2 separate regions of the Mus musculus genome follow, and region 2 is linked to region 1. The links are chromatin contacts, called in public HiChIP or PLAC-seq maps. All regions are on one chromosome and are shown on one strand. The core of a region is the stretch at or near the end of the contact, and the rest is flanking DNA. Distances in the headings are between cores, read along the strand shown. Region 1 holds the start of Epha1 (Eph receptor A1). Region 2 has its middle 14 kb from the start of Tas2r126.

The links. HiChIP or PLAC-seq counts read pairs in DNA pulled down with a chosen protein or histone mark.
Region 2: a CTCF HiChIP or PLAC-seq map of the NIH/3T3 cell line shows a contact between it and region 1, with 14 read pairs. The contact joins the enhancer-like site here to the promoter of Epha1 in region 1. A contact is called at or near these places in 7 of 39 promoter capture datasets (the 3T3-L1 cell line, 3T3-L1-derived adipocytes, embryonic stem cells and 3 more), 1 of 15 datasets of contacts at CTCF or cohesin (the NIH/3T3 cell line), 17 of 484 Hi-C or Micro-C datasets (the C2C12 cell line, LSK cells, adipose-derived mesenchymal stem cells and 9 more), 5 of 115 datasets of contacts at active chromatin or transcription factors (bone marrow-derived dendritic cells, embryonic fibroblasts, embryonic stem cells and 1 more) and 2 of 9 other capture datasets (adipose tissue and liver).

Annotation. Positions count from the first base shown.
Region 1 is chr6:42,370,878-42,377,115 of GRCm38.p6, forward strand. Epha1 (Eph receptor A1) reads right to left here and starts at 2,391. Exons shown (of 18, transcript NM_023580.4): 1 at 2,249-2,391; 2 at 1,298-1,365. The coding sequence starts at 2,333. It overlaps 2010310C07Rik (RIKEN cDNA 2010310C07 gene), which reads left to right. Exons shown (of 4, transcript NR_045169.1): 2 at 376-521.
Region 2 is chr6:42,417,220-42,423,492 of GRCm38.p6, forward strand. No RefSeq gene overlaps it. Among named protein-coding and RNA genes, the nearest start is that of Tas2r126, 14 kb to the right of the region's middle. Within about 2 kb of position 2,417, at least 54 of the 459 cell types and tissues checked have an H3K27ac peak or open chromatin away from gene starts, as enhancers often do. A contact at or near this core is called in the C2C12 cell line, the NIH/3T3 cell line, adipose-derived mesenchymal stem cells and 3 more, where this site is marked.

The DNA.
Region 1 (6,238 bases), core at 1,141-3,640:
AGCTGCTGGTTGCTACTCCAGCATAGGGTGTATTCTGGGAGCTTGGCTCCAAGGACTTAAATCTGTTTTAGAAGAGGGAAGGGACATGAAAGAGACTGGGAGTACAGTTGCAGGGGGTGCACTGCGCTTCTAGCACCAGACAGGAAAAGGGCCTTGCTTCCATTGGGGCTCAGTTAGGGACGAGTTATTTGGGTGGGGCTGGTGGAGCTTAAGGAAGAGCCAGTGGAGGCCAGCAGATGGTCCTGCTGCCTTGGTTGTGGGTGATTAGCTGGTTTATGAGATGAGGCACCTATTAAAGCTGGCCTAATCTGGGATTTTCCAAATGGCCCCTCCTGGAGGATACATTATGGTTTAGTCTATTAACTCTAATTATAGGCCACTCTGTGGAAGAGCTCAAAGGGGAGCCTCGACCCTCCAGTCCAAGAGAGAAAGAAGGCAATAACCCTACTCCCAAGAAACAGCAGCAGCACATGTCTTGGGTATTGGAGGAAGGAAGCCAGAGAATAGGTCCAGGACCAGTAGTAAGTCTCCAATCCTAGAGGTACCGTTCTGGGGTTCTCAGGACAGCTCTAGTGCGTTGCAGCAAGGTTGTCTCTGGACTTTGGGTCTGAACAGTCTGTAGGACACACTAACTGTCCACCTCTGCTCACTGGGTCTCAGTGACACCACACCTAAGGAAGTTAGCAACTTGGAGCTGTTTTTTTTTTTTTTTTTCCCTTTCTCTTTCTCAAACAGCTGGAATCCATGGTGTTTGTGGAGCCTGCCTGGGAGGGATGGAGAGTGTGCAGGGCCCATGGAGGGGCGCAGCTTTTAAGTTTGAGGGAGTCAAAATACCTTTGAAGACTTAGATGAAAGTTTTGGCTCTCTTCTTCAGAAAGAAAAAAAAAATCCATCCATCATTTACCCTTTTATGGAGTTCTCTAATGTTCAGAAAACCATCCACATAACTCCACTGTAAGGAACGGAGCTGAGACTGGGGCATGCTTTCCAGGTGTCTCAGCTCTCATCCAGCCTTCCTTAGCATAGGCATACTCTCCCTGGGAGTCGAGAGCTCATACCCCCACCCCCAACCCTATGGTAGGAGGGTGAGGGAGTAGCGATAGTCCCACTGAGTGGAGTTTGACACCCCCCAGCTCCCTAGGAGTACCATTCAGGAGCCTCTGACTCAGCTCCCCTCCCCCTCTTTGAGGAGACACTTCCAGTTTTTCCTGCTCTTTTCTGTTCCTCCACCCACCTCTCCACCCCATTTCCCACTGGCCTTCAAACTTGAACTTTCCCAGGTCCTTCAAATACTTACCCCAGTCTCTGGGGGATCCAGAAGCCAGCCCAGCTCTCCTTGTGCTGTGCTTGTGTCCATTAGAGTGACTGAATGGGGGAGAAAAGAACGATGTCATCCCTGGGGTGGTGGTACCCAACTCCCTACACTGGGTATTCTGGGACTCCCCAGTCCGAGGCTGCCCAGAACGTCTTCCTAACAGTGTGACATCCTGAGGCAGAGGAGAAAGGCAGAGTGGGGCAAGGGCTGGGGGACTGGTGCCTGAACCAGAGTCAGGACGGCAAGCGTTGGAAGAGCAACCCCAGACGTGGCACCCACGGAGCCCTGGAGAACATCTGCAAGGATGCCGTGGGCGGACGTCAGGGAAGCTAAGCCTTTGTAGTCCTGAGTGGGACCCTGGCAGGGGGATCCTGCTGGATTTTGACTCCAGTTGTCAGTGGCCTGCTCTGGTAGGTGAGGGTAGAGGAGGTGGGGCCTTAGGTGAAGCTATGATTTTGGGAAGTGGGAGGGGCATGGACAGAGTGTGCAAAACTTTAGGTGGAAGATTGGACCCCTACACCTAGCAATCCCAAAAGTTCTAATCCTTCCACCACTGGAGGATTATTTGTGCTCCGGTTAGGCTGGCAGAAGGAGGCTTTCCGCCTCAGACTTCTGAGTGCTGCTGCAAAGTCAGGGGTGGGCATTTGGAGGGTCCCATGATGCTGCAGTAGGAATGCAGCTTCCTGGCTGTGGTCAGGAACTCCCTCTCCAACCGCAGCAAATAGTGCTGGCCAACAGAGTAGGGGTGACTGATCCCGTGGGCAGGAGTCTGGGGTTAAAGACCAAAGATTGGCCTGGCCAATCGATCTTCCCGCTACTGGGGAGAAGCCAGGGAGAAGTAGTGGGGCTCGGGGAAGAGGGCCTCCTCAGGAATGCCGGCTCTTGCAGGCTGCTGCCCGTCAGCCGGGAAAGGGAGAGGGCGGGGGTCGGTACCTTCCTCGGCGCGCGCCCCCGGGGGCAGCGGGGCGCAGAGCAGCAGCAGCAGCAATGCAAGCCCCAGGGGCCAGCGCCGCTCCATGGCGCCGGCCGGGACCTGGGACCACGGCCCCTACGGCTGGGCCAGGTCGCGAGGGACTGGGCGATCCAGGCCGGCTAGGCGGGGGCGGAGGGCGGGGCCAGATGAGGGGCGGGGCCTCAGCCTCACCTGGTTCACCTTCTTAAAGGGACAGGAGGACAGGAAGGAAACTTGTTAGACAGGTAATAAACTTTAAAACCTGGAGGCGTCTTGGTTGGAATGAGACTGAAGGCGCCGCCTAGTGGGTGTTGCTAGGAATTGACTAGACAGACATTCTTAAATGTATCCTAAACCCAACCCAGTTTTGATCCAGCTTTCAATCGAATTCAGCTTGACTTAAAAAAGATCTCCGTTTTACTCCCTTTCTTTTCTGTGGACTCGAGACTTGTCATGCTCACTTGGAAATTTAGGAGTGGGAGACATTCCTTCATCCTGTTCGGCTTCGATGACAACCATGCAAATTGGTACAATCCTTAACAAAGTCAGGAGTAATCCTCAGGGGGGGGGGGGGGGGAAGCTGGCGTGACCAGGGTGTTTAGTGGCAGAGAAAGATTGAGATTGAGAAAGGCCTGCAGGCAGGGAGCCTCAAGGTGTGCTCAGGGAGTGGTACATGGACCAGTTTGACTGCTGGGGCACAGCATTTGTCTTGGGAGCCAGGGCAGAAAGACAGGTGTGGACCAGAACCGGGAAGGTTTTGGTAAACAGGAGGAGGAGTTTGAACTTTGCCTTATACCCACGGTGCAGACACGGGGACCTGGGGAGCATTTCCAGTACAGTTTTAGTGAAGAGGTGGCAGCTCTGGGCTCTCTCTTTGGGACTGCCTCCCATCCTACTTAATAGATGTCTGTTCAGCTTTCACTATGTATGTGTTTTAAGCTCAGAGACAGTAAAGTACTTATCCTAAACAAATTACTTGTCTGAAGAGGGCTAGGGGGTAGGGGGAGCTGAAGTCAGCACACAGATGACTATAAGGTAAGCAGGGCGGAACCCCAAAGAGATGAAAACAGGCTAGCAGTGTGAGCTATGCAGCCACTCATGGCTCCAGTCCCTGGGGCCCCTCTTTTTCATCCTTTTCTGGCTTCACCCCATTAATATGACTCACGCATATCTTTTTACCATTTAAATTGTTGCATATTTTGGTCATTGTACTGGAGGGGAAGTGGTAGATCGTAGATACTATTAGAATTAATGCTTCTTCTTATTTTCCATTTTAAAAAAATATATAAGTATTGGTAGATAAATATGATCCCTAATTTCTTGACCTACCCTACTCTTGTTGACATAAATAAGTAAATGTAATATATAATAGTCATTGGAAAAACCATGTTCAATGGGAAGAACTAAATGTTGAATAGAACTCTTCTTTCCCCACTCTGTAAAATGCTCTAAGTTAAAAATCATCTACTATTTTTTTGTAGTTCCTCTCAAAATTCTCTCTATGTCTCCATACAACTTTATACTTTCCCTGTCTGTCAGTCTCTCTCTCTCTCTCTCTCCCTCTCTCCACTTCTCTACACAGATAAGCATTTAAACTGCGGGTAGGGGTTAGGGCACAGAGGACACATACTACTTTGCACTAGGGATATCTTTTCTTGATGTTCGGCATCTGGCAAGGAGAAGGCCCATGCCTGCTCTCCAGGCAGAGCGTTGTGATTTCAGCAGGGAGGAATGGATAAAGGGTACAAAGCCAACAGAAGGGGGGATGGAGCAGTATTGGACAATCACTGCTAGGAAATAAGCCAGACTCTGATGAGGTAATGCATGTGCTCATTCGTGGGGTTTGTTAAAGTTAGAAGACCCTTGGGACCCAAGGAGATGAGGGAATTATGTCATGCAATGGAAGCTGGAGTGTTGAGCTCTGGAAAGGAGCCTTGCTTTTGTTTTAGGGTAAACTTTCTATATTGGTGTGCATTGTTTGTTTTTTTTGTTTTGTTTTGTCAACTAGGCACAAGCTATAGTTATTTGGGAACAGGAAAAAGTTGAAGTATTGCCTCTGTCAGATTGGCCTGTGGGCAAGTCTGTGAAGGTATTGCCAAGTTTAAAGACTAGTGTAGGAGGACCCAGTGCACTGTGGGCAGTGCCGTTCCTGGGCAGGTGGTCCTAGGGAGTATCAGAAAGCACACTGAGTAAACCTTGGGATGCAAGCCAGGAAGCAGTGTACTTTTAGGAACTCTGCTTCAGTTCTTACCCCAGGTTCCTGCCTAATGGCGTCCCTTCATCCCATCCTTTCCTCCCCAAGCTGCATCCATATGGCTCCTGAGTCCTTTACCTTCATTCAAGGTGACCTCAGTGTGACATTTCTTTCTGATGTGTGTTACACACAGGAGGCACTTTCAATTTTGGACTCTGTCTTTAGCTAGCAGTGTGACCCATGTCGAGATATTTACACTCTCTGGGCTTCGGTTTCACTGAAGCAACATTATCTCTGTGGCTATTTCCAGGGCCTTTCCTGGCCAACGGAAAGGCATCAGGATTCTGAGTCAGAAAACTTAGGCCAGTTCCCTTGATTGTTCGGTGCTTTAGTTTCCTTGACTATAAAATGAGATTAATCAAGCTCATCTCATAAATCAGGAAAGACAATCAGATGGGAGAAAGCCCTTCCTTACCTCCCTGAGTGAATGTTAATTTTCTAGAGGAGCATTGGGGTCTGGGGCTTGTGATGCTCTCCCGAGGGCGGGGCCTCTTACCTTACTCCTGAGCTCAACAACCTTTGTGACTAACATATCATTCTTTTTTTTTCCTTTAAAAATTAATTTTATTGAGGACAGACAAGGGATAAACTGCACCCATTCTGAGTAAACAGTTCAGTGGGCTCTGACAAACGCATATGTCCTCATTCCAGCCACTTCAACCCAGATACAAACTGCTCCTATTATTTAGAAATCTTTCCCTGTGCCTCTTTGAACAATTGCACTTCTGGCCCCAGGGATCTGTCAGCATAGATAAGCGAGTCCTTTTCCAGAATTTCATTAGTCTCTGGGGTCTGGCTTTTCCTCTTTAGCAGGATGTTACCACGATGCCTCTCCACTGCACATGTGTCAAATGTTGGCACTTGTTGCTAAGCACCATCCTCTGTGTGGATGTCCTAAGACATTACTTAACAATTCTAAGTGACAACTGAAAACTTCTTCTCCACTCTGCTTCCCTAGCCTCCAAGGCCTCTGATCTGAGGGCCTCCCACTCGTTCTCTGCTCCTCCCTAGTTGAAGTGGTCTGGTTTCTTCTTAACTCAGCAGTCAGGAAGGAGAGCTGCAGTCTCTGCAGCTGGGGCTTCCCCTGAACTCTTGCTTATTCCTGTAACCCTGGACTTCACACTGCTTTGGTTATAGTGTCCCCTCTTTTCCCTGACTGGTTCCTTTCTGACCCAGGATAAGGTTAAATTGCACCCAGCTTAGGTCAAGGCCTTGTATATCCAAAAAGCTCTGGTTAAAACCCAACTTAGATCCCTAGAAGGGTGGCCCATAAGGCGGCTAGTAAACCACACTGAGAGCATTAGTACAAATTAACTTATCAGATCAGTGTCAGGTCTCCTAACAAGGGCTCATGTAGATGGGACCAGAACAGCTTTGCTAGTTACAAGGGGCGGGCCCACACTCGCAGAAGCAAGATTTAGGAGATTGTGTGGGCTGTGGGAAGGAAACCTAGCTCATAGCTGTGCAGCGTTGGAGTGGATTCTGTACATCTTTGATCATAGCCTGGTCTGGTCTTCCCCTTCCCTTCTCAGCTGTGTGCTTACCTATCTCCCCTCTGATCCTGGTTTACTATCAGGCACAGGGGCGGGGATAATAATAGTTACCGTTTATTACAGCACCTACGCATGCTCCTGGGCACTTTACATATATTATGTCTCTTCTCACACCAACCCTTTGAGCAGTGTGTTATTAGTCCATTTTATAGATGGAAAAATCC
Region 2 (6,273 bases), core at 1,167-3,666, 46 kb after region 1:
CTTAGTCAGGGTTTCTATTCCTGCACAAACATCATGACCAAGAAGCAAGTTGGGGAGGAAAGGGTTTATTCAGCTTACACTTCCATACTGCTGTTCATCACCAAAGGAAGTCAGGACTGGAACTCAAACAGGTCAGGAAGCAGGAGCTGATGCAGAGGCCATGGAGGGATGTTCTTTACGGGCTGTAAGCCTGCTCTCTTATAGAACCAAGACTACCAGCCCAGAGATGCTCCCACCCACAAGGGGCCTTTCCCCCTTGGTCACTAATTGAGAAAATGCCTGACAGTGTATATCACGGAGGCATTTCCTCAACTGAAGCTCCTTTCTCTGTGATAATCCAGCAGTGTCAAGTTGACACAAAGCTAGTCAGTACAGGCAGGAAGTCCAGAAGTTCGAGATAAGTTCAAGGTAAGCATGAGATATATGAGACCCTTTATAAAAAATTCCAGTTGAATTAATTAAAAAAGAATTTATCAATCTAGACAATGGTGATCTATATACACGTCTGTCTACTGAGAGCAATGGGTACGTGCAGGCAGGGTGCTAACATTCAAGAAACATTCTATGCTGTTTTTCTTCCTGTATGCATGAACTAGTTAGAAGAATGCAAAACAATGAAGAGCTAAAGAGACTATAAGTCAAGTTCTAATAGTGTTAGATTAGAATTTCCAATTCTAAAATAGAAGTTAGTCTAGTACAGCCATTGCCTAGCATGATCTATTTATAATATGTTGCTGCATATTTTGTTTGTGAATTCTAATATGGTATCTAAGAGAATTTCCATCTATTTCTTGTGATAATTTTTCTGGCTTGACATTTCCTAATGCCATCATGATCTTTTTTGCCTCAATGTTAATGGTTTGCCTCACTGGATCCTCTTGTGTGAATCACTCAGGTGAAAATGGGCAGAAGAAGAAAGCTATGTGAATGGACCCCTAAGTGGGAGAAAAACTGTAAAGCAAGCTGAGTCTTTGAAGTCAGATCAAAATTGTGAGGCAGAGAGTGAACAGGATGTATCTTCTGCTATTTCTCCTGGGGTTGGCTTCTGTTTTAGGCTTGTAATGAAGTAAACTTTTAATGGCCTTGATGACTGGTCTTAGTGACAGATAAAAGACTTGACAGTGTGTTTTAGCAGTGAGTGGCTTAAATGTGGTTTCGAACGTCAGTAAGTTGAGCTGACTGACACAACTTTTACCTGTAAATAAGGTTTATTCAGTTTGATAATGATAGAGTCAAGGCTGATGATGAGGGACTGTAGTGGTGGCCAGTTATTTCTTTAATTTTTGTTTCTTGTCCTATGAATGAAATGGTTTTATAAGTGATTGAATAAACTAGTTAAGATAGAATATTTACATACTATCACTAATCACTCTATTTTGCATATGGTGATGATTTAAAATGCAAAATTATTTTTGTGCCAAAAGATTATTGTACTTTTTGTATCAGAGTTATAATATATTCCCTCTCTGTCTCTCTGTCTCTCTCTGTCTTTCTCTCTCTGTGTACATGTTGTCATGTGTGGCACATGTTTATGTGTGCATGTAGAGGCCAGAGTCTTATGTTTAATGTCTTCCGTTATCACTGTTCTCCTTATATCGAATCAGAGTTTCTTACTTGAACCCAGAGATCACTGATTCACATAGTCTAATTGTCCAACTTAGTTGAGGGGAATCTTCTATCTTTATTTCCCTAATGGTAGGATTGCACGAAGGTCCACACAACTGCATGGCACTTATGCAAGTTTAGGAATTTGGACTTGAATTCTCATACTTGTATGACACAGTACTCTACCTACTGAGGCATCTTGCCAGTTCAAGTGAGAGAGAGATCGCTTTCTGTCTCCAGGGATAAAGGATTTAGAACTAAAATTTGAGGATCGTGGCTCTCTGCTCTGTTGACAAACTCTTTGGATTATTACGACTTGGGTCATCATTAAAAACAGGTCCCAACCAATCCTGATGCAGAAAGACCACATTATATGCTACACCACTGCAGTCTCATCAGCAATGGACTACGATATGATGAAGGTCTCACAATATTAAAAAAAAGTTCATAGAACCATTGTAACACAAAGAACAACTCACATGTTTGTGGGGATGCTGGTATAAACACACCTGGTGTATTGTTAGTCATAGAAGTAATCAGCACAATTATATAAATATGTAATACTTGCTAATGAAAACCAATGACTATGCATTTTTGTCATGCTATATGCTTTGCTGTTACTTTAGAGTGTAGTCCTGTCTATAAATTGAAAACTTACAGTAAGACAGTAAGCACATACCCCTTGCTGCACCCCCAACCAGACTCACACATCTTCATTTGCCACATTTCCTGATTGCATTAAGAGACTATGGGGAGTGATCGCCTGCGCCATGAAGGTTTGGGTGAGTGTACTCTGGGAGGTGAATGGCAGATGAAACTGCCAAGTGACTCACTTCTCAGAAAATCTCCCTGTTGTTAAGCAATGTATGACTGTACTGTCCCTAATGGTGGGAAGTTTCAAAGAGAAAGAAAAATAAGCAGTTTAAAGAATTATAGTTAGAAGAAGTCTGGATTCCTAACACCTCTTTACTATATTTAAGGAATCTTTAAGGAGCTGGGGAAAGAGCTGGCTTTCTCAAGTTTTACCCAGTGCCTTGTGTGGAGGTGAATCAGCAGCATTCCCTATGGTTGCTGAGTTGTTAATCTATTATTGTGATTATTATAATTGCTCTCAAAAAGTTATCCTTAGCCTTCAGAATTGAGATGAGATTTCATGGTCTCAACAGAAAAGACTGTTTTGTATATGCACATGTATATGTACATATGTACAAGTACATACACACATATCTGCACATAGGTATAAATGTGTGTGTGTATATATATATATATATATATATATAAATTTATGTGTCAGAAAGTCCCACAATGCAACCCATGTTGTTCTTAAACTTGGGATCTGCCTGTCTATTTCTTGAGTATTACAGGCAATCATTATGCCATAGTTATTTTCTTATGTTTTGAAAATACTCTTCCACTTTATTTATTTAAATTTTACTACACTTACTTATTTTGTGTTTATGTGGAGGCCACCAAGGTGCATATCAGACAATTTTCGAGAGTCAGTTTTCTTCTCCCACTGTATTGGCCCAGGGGATTAAACTCAGGTCATCAGTCTTGGCAGCAACTGTCATTACCTGCTGAGCCATCTTATTGGCTCCTTATTTTTTCTTTGTGAGACAAGGTCTTGCTATGTAGCCCAGGGTGACCTACAACTCCTAATCCTCCAGTCTTAATCTCCGAATTAAAACATCTTTGCATTGCAGTCACATGCACAGATACCTCAGTAGTGTTTGGAGTACGCTCAGAAGTATATAAAGAAAATCAAGAAGATGAAGATATGAATATTGCCCAGCAAGACAAGGGCTCCTCTGCTTCTGTTTTCATAACTTGATCAGAGGATTTACCAAGCCAGTTTCCTCAGATTACTAGATACTGAAAGCATCTGCTCCAAAAGATGTGGTCACAAACCAAGATTATCTCAAAAAGGAAAAGCAGCCAACCCTCGGCCCCAGGCTAGCTCGTCTTTTGTGTTGCTTTGTGGGAGTAGAAGAAAACCGTACTTGTGCATTTGGAGAATGCTCTTTATTATAGGACCAAAGCCACATCTATATTGCAGCATGTGTTCAAATGAATCAGATTTTACACTATTCAGCAAAAATTTTTTGTGCAAATCCCTTTGAGAATCAGAAGTTGAATGGTGGTGCATACTTTCTAAGGAAGGATCGAGAGTCACAGTAAATAGAATTATTTGTAGGCATTGCTGGCATATATATATATATATATATATATATATATCGTTTTAAAATATAGTATCTAATATGTTCTTAGCAAATCTTTAAACCGTGGCTGTGAAGAGGGTAACATTGCAGAGTACCCAGGATGTAAGGACCACAAAGTCCTTCCGATGTGGGGAGTGTCTTGAACACTGCTTTGCGGAGCACCCCATCAAGATTCTAGAAAGTTCCCAAGGTGGTGTGTGCCTGAACATCCTTCTGTGTCTTGCTTTCCTCTAGAAGGCACTTATAGATAGCTCATATCAAAAGAGTCCCAAAGTCACTGAGTTTGGGGCACATGACCCCTGCCCTGACACTGTTAAAGTTCATTCTTAGGTAAAGCTGATTGAAACCTTGAGATGTTTTCCTTACTTCTCCGTTCACATTTACTTGCTTATTTTAAACATTGGGTGAGAATCTTTAAGTCTACTGTAAAGCACACAATCTGGAAAGTCCACTGGCTTCCCAGTGAAAACTCTTCTCCTGGCATCTTCACTCTAGTCTGGGTCAGCCCTAGGGCAACTGTTTCTGACCCACATTGTTAGTCCCTATTGTGTTTGTCCTTGTTTTTGAAGCAGTCATCCTTCAAGGAGTACCTTATTTCCCCTCTGTTTTCCTGATCACCGTGGTAGCAAAACAACAGGTCATGACGTAACCCTGAGAAGTAAAGTTACCAAACTTCTAAGAGACTTCCTCATTTCAGTCTCAATTTGAAATCTGTAAATGGCATTTATGAACTTAGGGAATCCTGTAGGGCCAGGGCCAGAGAATTCATAATTAGGAGAGTTAGGGTCATTGGTCATGGCCAGATGTCAACCCAGTCTCTCACTTCTAAAACACAGACCGAAGCAGAAAGCATGGAATCTGGAGAAGTCTACACTAGGTCCTCTGTGTATGAATTTTTCTCTTTTCTTTTCTTTTCTTTTCTTTTCTTTTCTTTTCTTTTCTTTTCTTTTCTTTTCTTTTCTTTTCTTTTCTTTTCTTTCCTTTCCTTTCCTTTCCTTTCCTTTCCTTTCCTTTCCTTTCTTTCCTTTTCCTTCCTTCCTTCCTTCCTTTCTTCCTTCCTTCCTTCCTTCCTTCCTTCCTTCCTTCCTTCCTTCCTTCCTTCCTTCCTCCCTCCCTCCCTCCCTCCCTCCCTCCCTCCCTCCCTCCCCCCCCCCTCTCTCTCTCTCTCTCTTTCTCTTTCTTTCTTTCTTTCTTTCTTTCTTTCTTTCTTTCTTTCTTTCTTTCTTTCTTTCTTTCTTTCTTTGTGGAACTCCTTCTTTCTTCCTTTCTTTGTGGAACTCCTAACTGTGGGAGCATGTGTGTCTTTAACTCATTGAAATTCTTTTCCTCCTGTTTGGTTGCCTTGTTCAGCCTCAGTGTGAGAGCTTTTCCTTTGTCTTACTGTATTTTGGTTTGTTGTGTTTGGTTTTTGTCTCATGCAGGGACTGCTCTTTTCTGAAGGGAGATGGAGGACTAGTGGATCTGGGGAAGAGGAGAGATGATGGGGGAAGCTGGGAGGAGTGGAGGGAAGGAAAAGTGTGGTTGGGATTTATTATGTTAGAGAAAAGACAATTTAAATCTCTACGGAACCCTAAAGATAAATACAGTTAATACCCACTACTCTTTATAGACACTTCTCACTTTGAATTGTGCTAGTCTATGTGTGTTCTACAAAAACGTAGTTCCAATATATCAGCCATGTAAACATAATTTTACAAAATGGGGAAAATATATTTATCTTCTTTCAACATGCTGTTACTTTCTTTTTGTCTGCAGTAACAGCTACAAGAAGGCCTTTCTATGATTATGAAAAGAGAGTTTGAAATATAAAAATAAGTGAGATACATAAAAAATATCAAGCAGTGAATAACAAGCCTAGCATTCTTTCCATTCCACAAGAGATATCATCTGTTTTGACAGATGGCAAAGTTCAGGACACCCAAATCCCAGGAAGTATGCTATAACACAAAGAAAGCACCCATATCGTGCTCTGGAGTAAAATTATTTGGATAAGTCAGTCACTAATAGAATTTTATTTTCACATCGGCACAAAAATGTAAATGGAATCAGGATGAAATAAATACAGTGGTGTTTCTAAACTGTTCCATCACAGTACCCTTTACCCTTCACTGGATCCAAAAGGGCAGCCAGAACGGGCACAGATTCCAGGCAGGATCTTTCCATTTTTGCTCATTGTTGGAACCTACTGTGTGAGGGTTGTTGTAGAAATTCAAAAGAGAATGGGTAGGCTGATCCTCCCTGTGTACTCAGCCCTGATTTTCTGCCCTGTAACATCATGCTCCAAGCAGCATGTGTTCAGGTAGCTTGACAATACTTCCTGTTTATTTGGCACTACTACAGATGAATGCTTTATTATCAGAGACTGGCCCAGGCACTATGTTAGTTGGCTGTCACATTAAGCAATCTTATTATAAGTCTTTTATTTTGCATAGTTTTATATCATTTCAGT